Linked DNA regions of Mus musculus: all the other regions are linked to region 1. The links are chromatin contacts, called in public Hi-C maps. All regions are on one chromosome and are shown on one strand. Each heading gives the region's core, a stretch centred on a gene start, on an enhancer-like site or on the middle of the called end of the contact. The rest is flanking DNA. Distances are from core to core; before and after follow the strand shown.

Region 1 (4,177 bases), core at 1,002-3,501:
CACAAGGATCTGGGAAACTGTGGAGGCAGCCTCACTTCCCCCACTGGGGAGGGAGGGGGAGGAGGGAGGACTGACAGGAGGCCTTTGGGCCAGTGGAAGACTTGTCAAGCTCCATTCTCCATTCTTCACTTTAGGTGCTTTCTTGAGAACAGAAGCATCTGTGAAGAGGTCTGTGGGTCTGTCCTCTCAACGGATGTGACTCCAGGTGGGCCAGGTCTCTGACCCCAGGGATATGGGTCAACTCAACTCCAGAGCTGGCTCTTCAGTTTATCAGAGTTTGTTCAGGCAGGCCTTGGCGCTCAGGGATACTCAAATCAATGATAGCTTCATGATCTGGTATATCAGCTCGACTCACAGCCAAGCATGGGTAACACAGTGTTTGCCTATAGATGGGAAATTCACTAAAAGCTCACACCCTCCTTGCCCACCTTGGGCCAACACAGGCCTTGGTATCACTGAGAACATGGGTAGAGGGTAGACATCGCAATCGCTGAGCTGTCCTTAGAAACTTCTCTTTTGAGGGAGAATGAAGGAAAAAAGGAAGAGGAGAAGAGGAGGAGGAGAGGGGAGAGAAGAGGATGAGGAAGAGGAAGAGAAGAGCAGGAAGGGAGAAGGGAAGAGAAAGGAATGAGAAGAATGGAAGAGGGGGACAGAAGGGAGAGGAAGAAGAGGAAGTGATACCTCATCTCTCAACAAGAAAGGTTTCTCTCTGCCTAGACCTGCTATGGTTCTAGAAGGTTACATTCTTGGGCAAGGAATGAGCCTCTTATCTGTATCCTGTTCTCTAGCATCTCCCATCACCCTTAGGGCACTCACTCTGCTCTGCAGAACTCTGGGCTTCTGCTTCCTCCACATCCACACGATTGTCCCCCCTTCCCCATTGTCCAAGACGACCACTAGTGTGTTACTCTCAGCTGCTTATGCCTGCCAGCCTCTGGGGCAGTTATGAGAAGGGTCTCTCCTACCTTCTTCTTCCTTCCATCTGTAAGGTTTTAATCTCTCCATCCAGCTTTAGCATGGCTGTCTCTTCTCCAGCTCTGGTGGGGCTCCATTCAACGTTCTTACAGTGCAGTGTGCAAACTCACAGGCTCTCCCAAGGCATGGTAGGTGATCTGTTGGTACCACGCCTCTCCCAATCACATTCACACTCAACTCGTCACTTCTCTGGAGCACCCTGTGAAATGGGTAATTGAAAACGCAATTTACAGATCAAGAAACAGAGTCCAGAGAGCAAAACCTTGCCTGTATCTACAGGGTGTTAAGAGGCAGAAGTGGGATTTGCTTGGATACAACCCAGCTCTGGTGTTGAGAGATTGAGCTCGGGAGTAAGCCAGGAGGGAATTCCATTCCCACCCAGGACTCTCCCCAGCTGTGTGACCTCGGATGCGTTACGTTAACTCTGATCTTCAGCTGCTGAAGAGAGCGTGCACTCAGGACGAAGGTGGCCATGAGTGTTGAAATATGCCCTCACTGTGTAGTAAATACTAACAGTATTTGTCCTGATAATAATTAGTATTCTCACATCTCTGACGATTAGACCTAATGACAGTCTATCCCACAAAGGGCAGGGACTCTGTTGTTGTAACCACAGGGCTGTGTACAGAGCTTAGCAGATGTGTGGGTGTTAGTAATGGAGAAAGAAGGAATAAACCGAACACTTGTACTCTAACACACACTGTGTGTCCAATGAATATTAATTTCAACTATTATTATCAGTAATTCCCAGGAGCAGTATGACATAGTTTCATTTCCAACAAGGTGAGATCGTGAGGTCGCAGAGCTTCGGTTATGTTTAACGAAGGGCAGCTAGACTACCATAGGGATTCTAGAGACGCATGGTAAAATTGGCCACCAGGCCCACTGAGCTTCAGAAGTGTCTTCAGAAGTGTTTTCCCTGCCATACCACACAGAGGGCTCCTGTATGTCAGAGTTCAGAACCGGGGTTTAGACCCAGGAAGAGTCAAATGGGGGCGAAAGGCAGCACAGACCAATCATTTACCTTGCCATGAGAATCACTAACCACGGGGCCAGGTTCAATATTAGGGCAAGTTACATATCAATTGGGGAGTCATTAGTTCCTGTCCGTCCTCGTTCTGGGACAGCAGTTGGCACTGAGCCTGCCCACGTGAGTGAGCTGGGAGCTGGCAACATGGCCTCTGACTGAGAAAAACAAGACACCAGAAGGGTTTATGCTCTTGAGGCTAAAGGTCAGCCACGATGTGATCACCCTGTCTGGAGGGCTTTCAGATCTGTCCACAGAGATGAGCAAAGTCCCGGGAACACTAAAGGCCTAAGGGGCCCTGAGCTGTACTGACCACAGGGACATCAGGTGCTTTTTCCTGGGTTTTCAACAGGGCACTGGGAAGGGCATAGCACCCTGTTCTGAGGCCCAGGGGCACATGGACTCTAAGGAAGCATGTTGTCACTCCTCCTGCTAACCTAAGTGCAGGCTCTGCAGAGACACTTGCCTCACTTGCCCTGTGTCTGACGGTGCTGGGGAATCCATGTGTGATGTCATGGAACCCTCACAAATGTCCCTAGAGGTATCAGAGAGGACTGCTGCTAAGGCTGTGAGAACAAGGGCATCCGGAAAGCCTGAGCAGGCAAGCCAAGCCACTGCTAAATGGCCAAGAGGTTTTGCAATGGAATCCAATCCAGAGTGGCTCCCAACACAGCTACTGGGTGGATGTGGATACCCCCTGGAAACAAACCTACTCTCTTGTTTCTTATTCATGTTTTAATTTTGTTCACATCAGTCCCTGGGTCCATGCTGGCTCACTCAGATCCTCTTGTGACTGTGGTAATTAACAGACACAACTGCCAATGAGAGAGAAAGGACATGCTTCTATTAGAGGGAGTGTCCTCTAAGAAATGGGTTCATTTTCCTAGAAGAAAATGGAGCAGATCCAGCCCATCTGTCCATCCCCTTATGCCTGAAATGGCTAACATGACAGTAGCCTTCTTATGCCTATGAGGGAGCAAAGCTGGAGTCTCAGAGCACACAGAACTGGGATCCTTGCAAGCCTGCTGTAACACTTCTTCAGGATTTCTCACAATCCAACAAAACCCAGTAAATCAAAACCAGGCAGCACTGTCTGCCCTCTTCACCCATCAAATCTCCCACTCATTATACTGTGCTCAGAGGGACCATCTACGTAGGGCATATCTACAAGGTGTCAGTCTGTGCCTTCAGGGAGAATGGAGAAATAAAGACATAGCAAACACTGTAGGCAGACTATAGCTACAGCTGAGACTTGAGTGCTGCAAACAAGCTTTTCAGGACTGGCTGCTTCCAGGTTACTCTCTTTTGAGTTGGGAAACTGGTTTTGCTCCCCTGCTGGGCAGGTGTTAGCAGTCATCTCTGACCTTCTAATTGTACTTATCCTGTCCTAATGAGCATTTAATAAGCAGCGACTGGGCATCTAGCTCTGAGACAATCAAGCGACCTCATCCCTTACTTCATAGTCAAAGATAACTCAGTTTAGGATGCTCACAACAAAGAGGGAAAAGAGATGCATGTATCCTGTTGGAGTTAAAGGCACAATTAGAATACAGAACCTCCCAATCTGGTATCTGGTTGCAGGCAAGGAGGCTTCCTAATATGCTACTTGGTCTTACTTGAGTCACTTCTGTGTTGGAATAATTAGTGCAGATAGAAGACCTTTTAACTGAAGCCAAGTCCCAGATATCTAGATGTACACTACAAAGCCACTGACTATCTCTGTGGCCATGTGTGTCTCCAAGAGCTGCAAAAGTCTACATAGAACTGGGTCGGGTCCCCCCAACCTGGCCAAGGATAGCTGATAGGAGGGAGATAGTTAGTGGGGAGGGTGCTGACCACGCTTTGTGCTCCAGGCCAGTGCCAAAGGTTTCCTTGCCACCAGGACATATTTGTCTGTTAATCCTATCTTTATTCAACATTTTCAGCAAGGACTTGAAGTCTTTCTCTGTGAACAGAAAAGCCAGGGATCCTGCCATGGGGTTCTCCAGATGAGATCTACAGTATTGCCCAGAAACACGTTCAAAATGCAGTTGATACACACCGCACCCCACTCACCCTGCCCTCTGTGGACTCTCTGAATGAGAAAGCTGAGATGAAGACTGGGAGAATGGGGAGACAGAGAAAGGTGGATCCCTGGGGCCTGGTGGACAGCCAGCGTAGTCTACAAGGCACGTT
Region 2 (4,177 bases), core at 1,100-3,599, 380 kb before region 1:
CCGTCCTCTGTGGGCAACCATACGAGCTCTGGAAAGAGTGACAGACCCTTGGGACTTGGTAGGTAGTAAGCTAGCCTAGGATTACCTGGCTAACTCCTGGCCAGTGAGGAAACTTATCCCAAATGACAAAGTGGATGGCTCCTGGTGAGTGACACCAGCAGTTGTGCTCTGGGACACACACACACACACACACACACACACACCTACTTACTCATGCAGAAACCTCCCCTGGGTGCATGCTTAGGGCTCTTGGGCTAAAAGAACTCCATTCTATTACCTAAATGCTGTGTCTTTTGGTGAGGCTCGGGGTGGGGCGTCAGGGGACACATCATTTGCATCTTGCTGTGTGACTCTGCTCTATGAGAAACCAGAGTTTGTGATTTGTCCCCATCTTCTGCCTTAAGAACCAGAACACAAATGTGTGGCTTAAGGATTTAGTCTCCTGGCTCAACAATGCCCCCTGTTACCCTGGAGGCCAGCAAGGACTCTGTTGTCTTCAGTCCTGAAAGGGGATCCTTTGATTAAATGGCTGAGCCTAGGAGTGACCTCTGGGTGTCAGTCAATTCTTTGGTGTTGCCTCCATTACTTAGTATGGTCATGAAGGAGATTTCTTAAGATTTTAGAAGGGTTTTTTTGGAGGGAGGCAGTGCTGGGTGTTCCTGTGGCTCGTTAGTTCTTAGTGTTGTTGCCTTGTCCTCCACCAAGGGACAAGAGGCACCCCATGGAGTAATTATTTCTCTTCTTTACCACCACGCCCTTGACTTGCTCCTGGTCCTCCTCCCCTGTGGCTGTGGTGCTCCTTCTCACACTGGGTCTTCTGCTGTCTGACCTCCCCCACTTGGAGAACGAGGCACTCACGGGCCAGGGCTGATATGATTGTGTTTGATTCAGGGCCATTCCCTAGTCAGAGCAGATCCTTTTTGGAAACTCCTCCCTCCTCCCCTCCCCCCCCCCCTCACGCATCTCAGGCCACTCATATCTATTTGTAGTTGGGTGCAAACATCTGCCCTTGGCTTGTGACCTGTTTGGTTCTAGGATGGCTATAGGATTTCAGTCAGACGCTGCCGCTCTTCCATTGGCGATCTGGAATCCCCAGCCCCTCCCCGGCCATTTCCACCAGGATGGAGATTGCTCTCTGAGGTTTTATTGAGCAAAGCACCTGACTGGAATAGGCTAATGTGATGGCCAGCTGTACCTACCTCAAGATGGCTCTGAGGAGAACCATCTGGACGAGAACCCATCAGATGTGGCTAACTTCGATCCAGAGTGAGATAAGCTTAGAACCAAGGCTGATGTTCTGGGCCCCACACCAGCAGGCACTGTGAATCTTAGGTCTGGGGAAAGGGCATGGCTCTCTTAGAGTTGTCTTTTAGTTTGTTTCTTTGATGAGATCTCCCTTCTCTTTGGCACGTGAGGAGAGCACTACCATCAACTATGTCACCAGCATCCAGATTTGACGCTTAGTGTCATTTACACTGGCAGCATCTCCTGACCCCAGACCTGTGTGTTCTCTCCTGGCCTCAGTGTCATTTCTGAGAAAAAGAAATGGGCATCGAATATCACTTATTTGCGATAGGCTGAATAGGTCCTCTCTGAATAAGCCTCTATCCCATCCCCTAGAGCCCTCAAATGTTCATTTATTTGGAAAAAAATGAATCTTTGTAGAGTGATTAAGGGTTTTAAGATAGAACGTAATTAATTATTTTGGATTACTGGTGGGCCGATGGGGTTCAAAGGGACCTTATAAAAGAAGTCAGCAAAGTGGATTCCTCAAGGCTCAGGGAGGAGAAGGGAGTGTGAAGACGGGCAAGAGATTCTTAGGAGATTGGGGGTGATGTTGCAACGACGTGCCAGGCATGCCAGAAGCCACCAAAAGTACAAAAAGAGAAAGAACTGTTTTTCTCTGGAGCCTCCAAAAAGACCCCAGAAACACTAAGGATAGATCTCTGGTTTCTAGGAATCTCACACATTTCTCTTTAAAGCTACTCTCTTTTTGGTAATTTGCCACAGGTACTGGAAATGAATACATGCCACCATGGCGTTATCAAGAGGGTCAGTCAATTTATGTCATGTTGCAGACATGTCAGTCTGTTTGTTATTGAATAAGTTCTCAGTAAGTATTAGCAAATAGTGTCATTTTATTTTGAAGCTAGGGAAAGCGTTGGCAGAGGATGACCGAATGGTGGGGGTGGGGGGCGGAGTGGGTGACCTGCCAGGGTCACTGTGATTTGCAAGCTGGACTTCTATCTTCTCCTTTGGCTGAAGGGATTGAATAAGTCCTGCCCTGCCTGGCTGCCCAGAGTTAAGGGATCAAATGAGTTAATGAACACGACAGTGCTTTTGCACAGCAGCCGTGTAAACGGCTAAGCTGTAGTCACAAAAGCTGGCACCAAACTGAGGCAGCCTAGGAGAGGGCCAGCCTGCAGCTTTGTTACTGGGGTGAGGTCATCTCTCTGGGCTTTTGTTCTTGCCTCTCTGAGCCCATTTGCTGTCCCCGCAACCTGGCCCCTTCAGCCCTGCCTGGAACCCCACACACAAAGTTCCAAAGGTCCCAGCAGTCCCAGCAGTCCCCGAGCCTCCCCTAGGGCACATTTCCTTTTGTTTCTATTTTTAAGAGTTATAACCAATAGATAGATAGATAGATAGATAGATAGATAGAAAGAAAGATAGATAGATAGATAGAAAGAAAGAAAGAAAGAAAGAAAGATAGATAGATAGATAGATAGAAAGATATATAGGTAGGTAGATAGATAGATGATAGATAGATAGATAGATAGGTAGGTAGGTAGATAGATAGATAGATAGATAGATAGATAGATAGGTAGATAGAAAGATATATAGGTAGGTAGATAGATAGATGATAGATAGATAGATAGATAGATAGATAGGTAGGTAGATAGACAGATAGATAGATAGATAGATAGATAGATAGATAGATAGATAGATAGATAGATAGATAGATAGGTAGATAGATAGTAGTGTTTAACAGTGATGCTCTCAGGGCTAAAGTAAATAGATCATCTTCCCTTGGTTTCACTGAAAGTGCCACATGCTTCTGATGAGTATCTTTTAGCCCAGAGACCCAGAGTCAGGGTGTCAACTTAGATAAGAACACGTCAACCCTTGCCAAATGCTTGCCTGTGGTGAAGTCCTCTGTGAAGATACCCAGCTTCCCCCAGAGAGCTACTGGGACAGCCTCAGGGGGCCCAGGAAGGCGCTCAGGAAGGAAGTGGGGGAGATCATGCTGACATGTTGACTTGCTTTGTCTTCTCCTGGCCTTTTCTCCTTGTTACTGTATGTGTTTATTTTGATGGGTGAATGGATAGGTGGGGTATGTCTTGTGTATATTCATGCATAACTTCGGGTTCTTGTTTCACACTCTGGTGATGTTCCCTGGGAGCTGCCTTCCTTTTCTCCTTCTCTTTCTCCTTCTCCTTATTCTCCTCCCTCCTCCTCTCCCTTCTCCTTCTTCCTCCTCCTCTTCCTCCCTCCTCCTCCTTCCTCCTCCTCCTCTTCCTCTTCTCCTCCTCCTCTTCATCCTTCTTTCTTCTTCTTCCTCTTCCTCCTCTCTTTCTTCTTTTCTTCTTCTTCTTCTTCTTTCTTCTTCTTCTTCTTCTTCTTCTTCTTCTTCTTCTTCTTCTTCTTCTTCTTCTTCTTCTTCTTCTTCTTCTTCTTCTCCTTCTCCTTCTCCTTCTCCTTCTCCTTCTCCTTCTCCTTCTCCTTCTCCTTCTCCTTCTCCTTCTCCTTCTTCTTCTACCAGTGTGTGTGTATGTGTGTGTATGTGTGTTCATGTTTATTTATTCTGTTGTTTCTGGAAGTCAGGGATTGATGTTAAGTATCTTCCTCTGTTACTAATCTCCACATACACACACACACACACACACACACACACACACACACACACACACACATATATATACATATATATATATCGTTTTATTTATGTGTAAGTGTGTGTGTGTGTGTGTGTGTGTGTGTCCCCGTGTGTGTGTGTGTGTGTGTGTGCCTTCTGAGTTCAGGTATCCACAGAAGCTACAAGAGAGCATTGGATTCCCTGGAGCTGGAGTTACCTGAGATGCCTGATGTGGATGCTAGGAACTGAACTCAGGTTCTCTGTAAGAACAACGATTAAGTAAATGTTTTAAAGTGCAGAGTCATTGCTCCAGCCCCCCATCCG
Region 3 (4,177 bases), core at 780-3,279, 300 kb before region 1:
GTGGAAGCAAGCCAGTAAGGGACATTCCTCCATGGCCTCTGCATCAGCTCCTGCTTCCTGACCTGCTTGAGTTCCAGTCCTGACTACCTTCGGTGATGAACAGCAATGTGGAAATGTAAGCTGAATAAATCCTTTTCTCTCCAACTTGCTTCTTGGTCATGATGTCTGTGCAGCAATAGGAACCCTGACTAAGACAGAAGGGTTCAAGAACAAGAAGTGAAAAGAATTGATACAAAACACCCAAGAGAACAGGGGATACACCCAACTTCTGACTTCCAAGTCCTCTCCAGGCCTGGGATGAGATGAGGCAGGGCAGGCAGCTGGAGGGAAGGTGGCCACAGCAGAAGGTCCGCTTGTAAAGAACTGAGAAGCCTGAGGTGACCTGTGGTAACCACTTGCTTTAATCAAATTGAAGTAGCAGTTCTGAGAGAGACCCTGAAAGACGGACCTTTACCTAGAACTGAGTGGTCCACTTCTGCAGAGGCCATGGACTCACTTGCTGGGGATGAAGAGTTGTAAGGAGAGGAAAGGAGGAAAGTAGCCCTCGGGGAAGGGATGATGATGGCCATTCTTACAATCCAAGCTATACTAACAGGGAGTGACAATGTAGCCTTCACCTCCCCACACTGCAGAGCCCCAGTGGAGGACCAGAGTCCCCAAAGTGAGTCTGATATAGTTTGAGTTCAGATGGAAGATATACCAGCATGGGCATGTATCATGTAACATGAGATAATCTACTGAAATGTCATTTTAATAGTGTGTCCAATATGTCAGGCCAACCAGACATAGGGCATAGATAGTGGCAGAGATGCAGCTTAACATAACAACTCAGTTGTCTATAACATATTGGTTGGGTTAAAGCTCCAGAGCTAGGCTGGACTTTAGGAACAGTACCTCTGAGGATGCTCAAATGTGGAGTTCAAGTTGGGGCAGAGTATAAAGGCTAGGCTAGAGGGGAATTGAATCCTCTGCCTCCCGAGTCCTAGTGAGGACTTGCAACTTTGTTCCTCTTATGGAGAGTCATGGGATCTAAAGGGAATGGTGCTATCCACTTTGTGCCCCCTGAATCTAGATGGACTGAACACAAAGATTAAGGTGGAAGGCAAGGAGGGGGACTCAGGAGGGCCCAGGAGAGGGGTGAGACCAGGATGGACAGGAAGAACACCAGCGTAAATACCAGCGTAAGAGGTTTCTTTCTACACCAGTTTCCACTTCTGTTTCTCCGATGAGCCTACAAGGGCCCAGACATCAGTAGAGAGACAATGCTCATGGCTACTTTAATCAAAATCCCTGACAGAAACAGCTTGGGGGAGAAAGGGCTTATTTTGCCTCAGCGGTTTGCTTGATGGAGCATAGCGGGGGAGTCACGACAGAACTCATGGTGGCAAGATCTGTGGTGCAGACCTCTTGCGTTGTGGCCCAGCATTAAAGTGAGGATTACATTAGAACCTAGTGGCTTACCTGTACCAGCTATGCTCTGTCCCCTAAATGTGCCATAACGCTGTGAGCAGTTAAAATTGAAGCCCGTGTGGGACCTGCCAGATGAAAGACTGTATTAGTTACCTCTCTTGGTGCTATGATGAAGTGCTCGACACTAGCAACTTCAAGAAGGAAGGATTTATTTGCCGCCATAAATTCTAGGTACTGCCCATTATGGATGGCCGTGCAGTCACGACAGTAGGAGTGGCGGGAGGCAGTTGGTAAAATCACGCACGTAGTCTGAGAAGAGATGGCTGCTGGTGCTCGGCTTTCAGGAGCTTGGCTCATGGATCTGGTTAGGGTAGGACTTCCCTTCTCTATTAACAGAGTCTATTAACTTCCTCGTAGGTACACCTAGAGGTTTGTCTCCTAGGCGCCTGTAAATTTTGCCAATCAATACTAGCCAACACAAAAACACGGCGGATAGGCACGAGAGAGTAAATACAGAGCTATTCTTATAGCGTTGAAAAACAAGGTTTATAGAAACTGATGTGGGGACACACACGTGAGTATTGGACAACTGGCCAGAGGACAGAGGGACTAAGGTCTGAGGTTGTTGTGGAGCTGATCTAAAGCAAACATGCTTAGCTGGAACCCCTGACAGACAGATCTCTCTCTCTCTCTCCCCATCTCCCTCCCTCCCTCCCTCCCTCCCTCCCTCCCTCCCTCCCTCCCTCCCTCCCACTTCTTCTTCCTCCATTTCCCTCCCCCTCCTTCTGTCTTTCCCTCCCTCCTCCCCACTAACCGTGTGTGTGTGTGTGTGTGTGTGTGTGTGTGTGTGTTAGAGATGGACTTGAGGGCACCTGGCTCTCGATCCTATTTTCTGTACACTCAGTCCTCTGTGCTTCCTGCCCTTTGACATTTGGCCCTTGACCTTTGGTGTACCTCTCCCAGGCCTCTCCCCTCCCCCTTCCTATCCAGCTAAGCTCATTCTCAGCTACTCAGATTTCTATTCCTCACTTACTCCACAGGGCTTCATGTATCTCATTCCTTCTTCATCTCACTCCGGGATTCTTAAATGTCACCCTATTTCCACACTCAGGCATTTGCCAACACTCCCCTCTGGACTTTTTCTTAATAAGCTCCTGGGCTCTTGGCTCAGACCTTAAACATGTCACTTGATTAGTGTTTGAACATAAGCAAACAAAAAAAATGATAGCCTTCTATAAAGTGGCAAACATTAACTCTGGGATTTCTAAAACACACCCAACATTTTTAAAGACCTCTGGGAAAATATTAAATTAAAAACTGTCTGTGTTTTATACAACCTATGAGAACAGCCTCCCCTGTAGCCTAGGACTCACTTGCTCCCACCAGCATGTGTGAGTATAGACTGTTTGGTTATGACAGTCTTCCTGAAGAAATTGGTGATGAACATTGACTATAGCTCAACAATTCTTCCTCATGGCCAATTAAAAACAACCCCATCTGCAGCCTTCCTTCTTCCCTCTTGCTTCAGTGTGTGGGCTGCTTCTCTATAACTCAATAGAATCAGAGAAATTGATCTACAAAGAGATTTTTCAGATCTATAATTTTACCACAGTTGGGAGAATATGAATAGCTGAATTGACCACAGTGAACTCTCCACTGAAGGCTTGCCCCAGATATTCCTGGGGAAGGAAACAGGTTCACTGAGCATCTACTATGTTCCAAGTGCTAAACAAAGTGTCTCCTTGGTCCATTCCTATTCAGTCCTCTTAATGGCTCTGCAGCAAGATAGATTATCATCTCTCTGGTGTAGACAATAGAAAGGCAGCTTGGGATGTCATTGGCAAACGGTTTAGATTTACCCAAGTGGGAGAGCTAGGATTGAAGAACTTAAACTAACATTTGCTTTGGTTTTTTTGTTGTTTTGTTTTTGTTTTTTCAGCGAGTATGTGTGTGGGTGTGCACAGGGGCATGTGTGTGTTTGTGTGCAGACACACATCTATATTTAAGCATATGTGCATGTGTAAGCGTATTTATGTGGAGATCTGATGTCAACTTTGGGTGCTATTCCTCAGGTGCCATTCAGCTTGGTTTTTATCATGTGTGCACCTTTGTGTGCATATGGAGGCAAAAGGAAGATGACGGGTGTCCTGCTTTGGCTTATCCCCTTGAGACAGGGTTTCTGTCTGGACCTGGAGCTGGATTGAGAGCCTCGCCAGCCCCAGTGATTGTTTTGTCTTCCCCACGATGCTGCAGTTACAGGCACTTGTGGGATCTCCTGAGAGATGGTGTAACAACACCTTAGGATTTAAACTCAGGCTGACATGCTTGTGTCCCAAGTGTCCTTACCCATGGAGACACCTCCATCCCTCTCCTTATTTTATTTATTTATTCTTTTGAGACAGAATCTCTCACTGAACTTGGAGCTTGCAGAGTAGGTGAAGTTGGCCTAATTTGATCCTCTTCAGGGATTATGCGTGAGTGCCACCATGCCTGGCTATTCCGGTGTCTGGGATCAAACTCCGGCTCTTATGCCTACAAGTACTTTCCTGATTGAACCTTGTCCCCAGCTCTTCCTAACACCTTTGACCTTAGCCCTGTTTCAGCAGCCACACCTCCAATGGTCACCGGCTTAGTGACCTGTTCTTGGAGCCATCCCTTTCGAGATGAGTGTGTCATAGCAGTTAAGAGTTGGGTCCCTGTCTGTTGATAGCAGGGTGACCTCAGGCAAGTTTAGAGTAGGCATCTAAAACCAACAGGTCCTAAATCA

The links. A called contact is a pair of places that touch in the nucleus more often than the background predicts.
Region 2: a Hi-C map of liver shows a contact between it and region 1, with 2.5 times the contacts expected there. The contact joins two enhancer-like sites. A contact is called at or near these places in 5 of 484 Hi-C or Micro-C datasets (bone marrow-derived macrophages and liver) and 2 of 115 datasets of contacts at active chromatin or transcription factors (hepatocytes and kidney).
Region 3: a contact with region 1 is called in a Hi-C map of liver, with 2.9 times the contacts expected there. The contact joins two enhancer-like sites. A contact is called at or near these places in 2 of 484 Hi-C or Micro-C datasets (both in liver) and 3 of 115 datasets of contacts at active chromatin or transcription factors (hepatocytes, kidney and liver).

Annotation. Positions count from the first base shown.
Region 1 is chr8:115,981,630-115,985,806 of GRCm38.p6, reverse strand. No RefSeq gene overlaps it. Among named protein-coding and RNA genes, the nearest start is that of Gm31164, 77 kb to the right of the region's middle. Within about 2 kb of position 2,251, at least 13 of the 459 cell types and tissues checked have an H3K27ac peak or open chromatin away from gene starts, as enhancers often do. A contact at or near this core is called in hepatocytes and liver, where this site is marked.
Region 2 is chr8:116,365,908-116,370,084 of GRCm38.p6, reverse strand. No RefSeq gene overlaps it. Among named protein-coding and RNA genes, the nearest start is that of Gm31278, 16 kb to the right of the region's middle. Within about 2 kb of position 2,349, at least 26 of the 459 cell types and tissues checked have an H3K27ac peak or open chromatin away from gene starts, as enhancers often do. A contact at or near this core is called in hepatocytes and liver, where this site is marked.
Region 3 is chr8:116,282,348-116,286,524 of GRCm38.p6, reverse strand. All of the region lies in intron 2 of Gm31278 (a long non-coding RNA gene), which reads left to right. Among named protein-coding and RNA genes, the nearest start is that of Gm31278, 68 kb to the left of the region's middle. Within about 2 kb of position 2,029, at least 2 of the 459 cell types and tissues checked have an H3K27ac peak or open chromatin away from gene starts, as enhancers often do. A contact at or near this core is called in hepatocytes and liver, where this site is marked.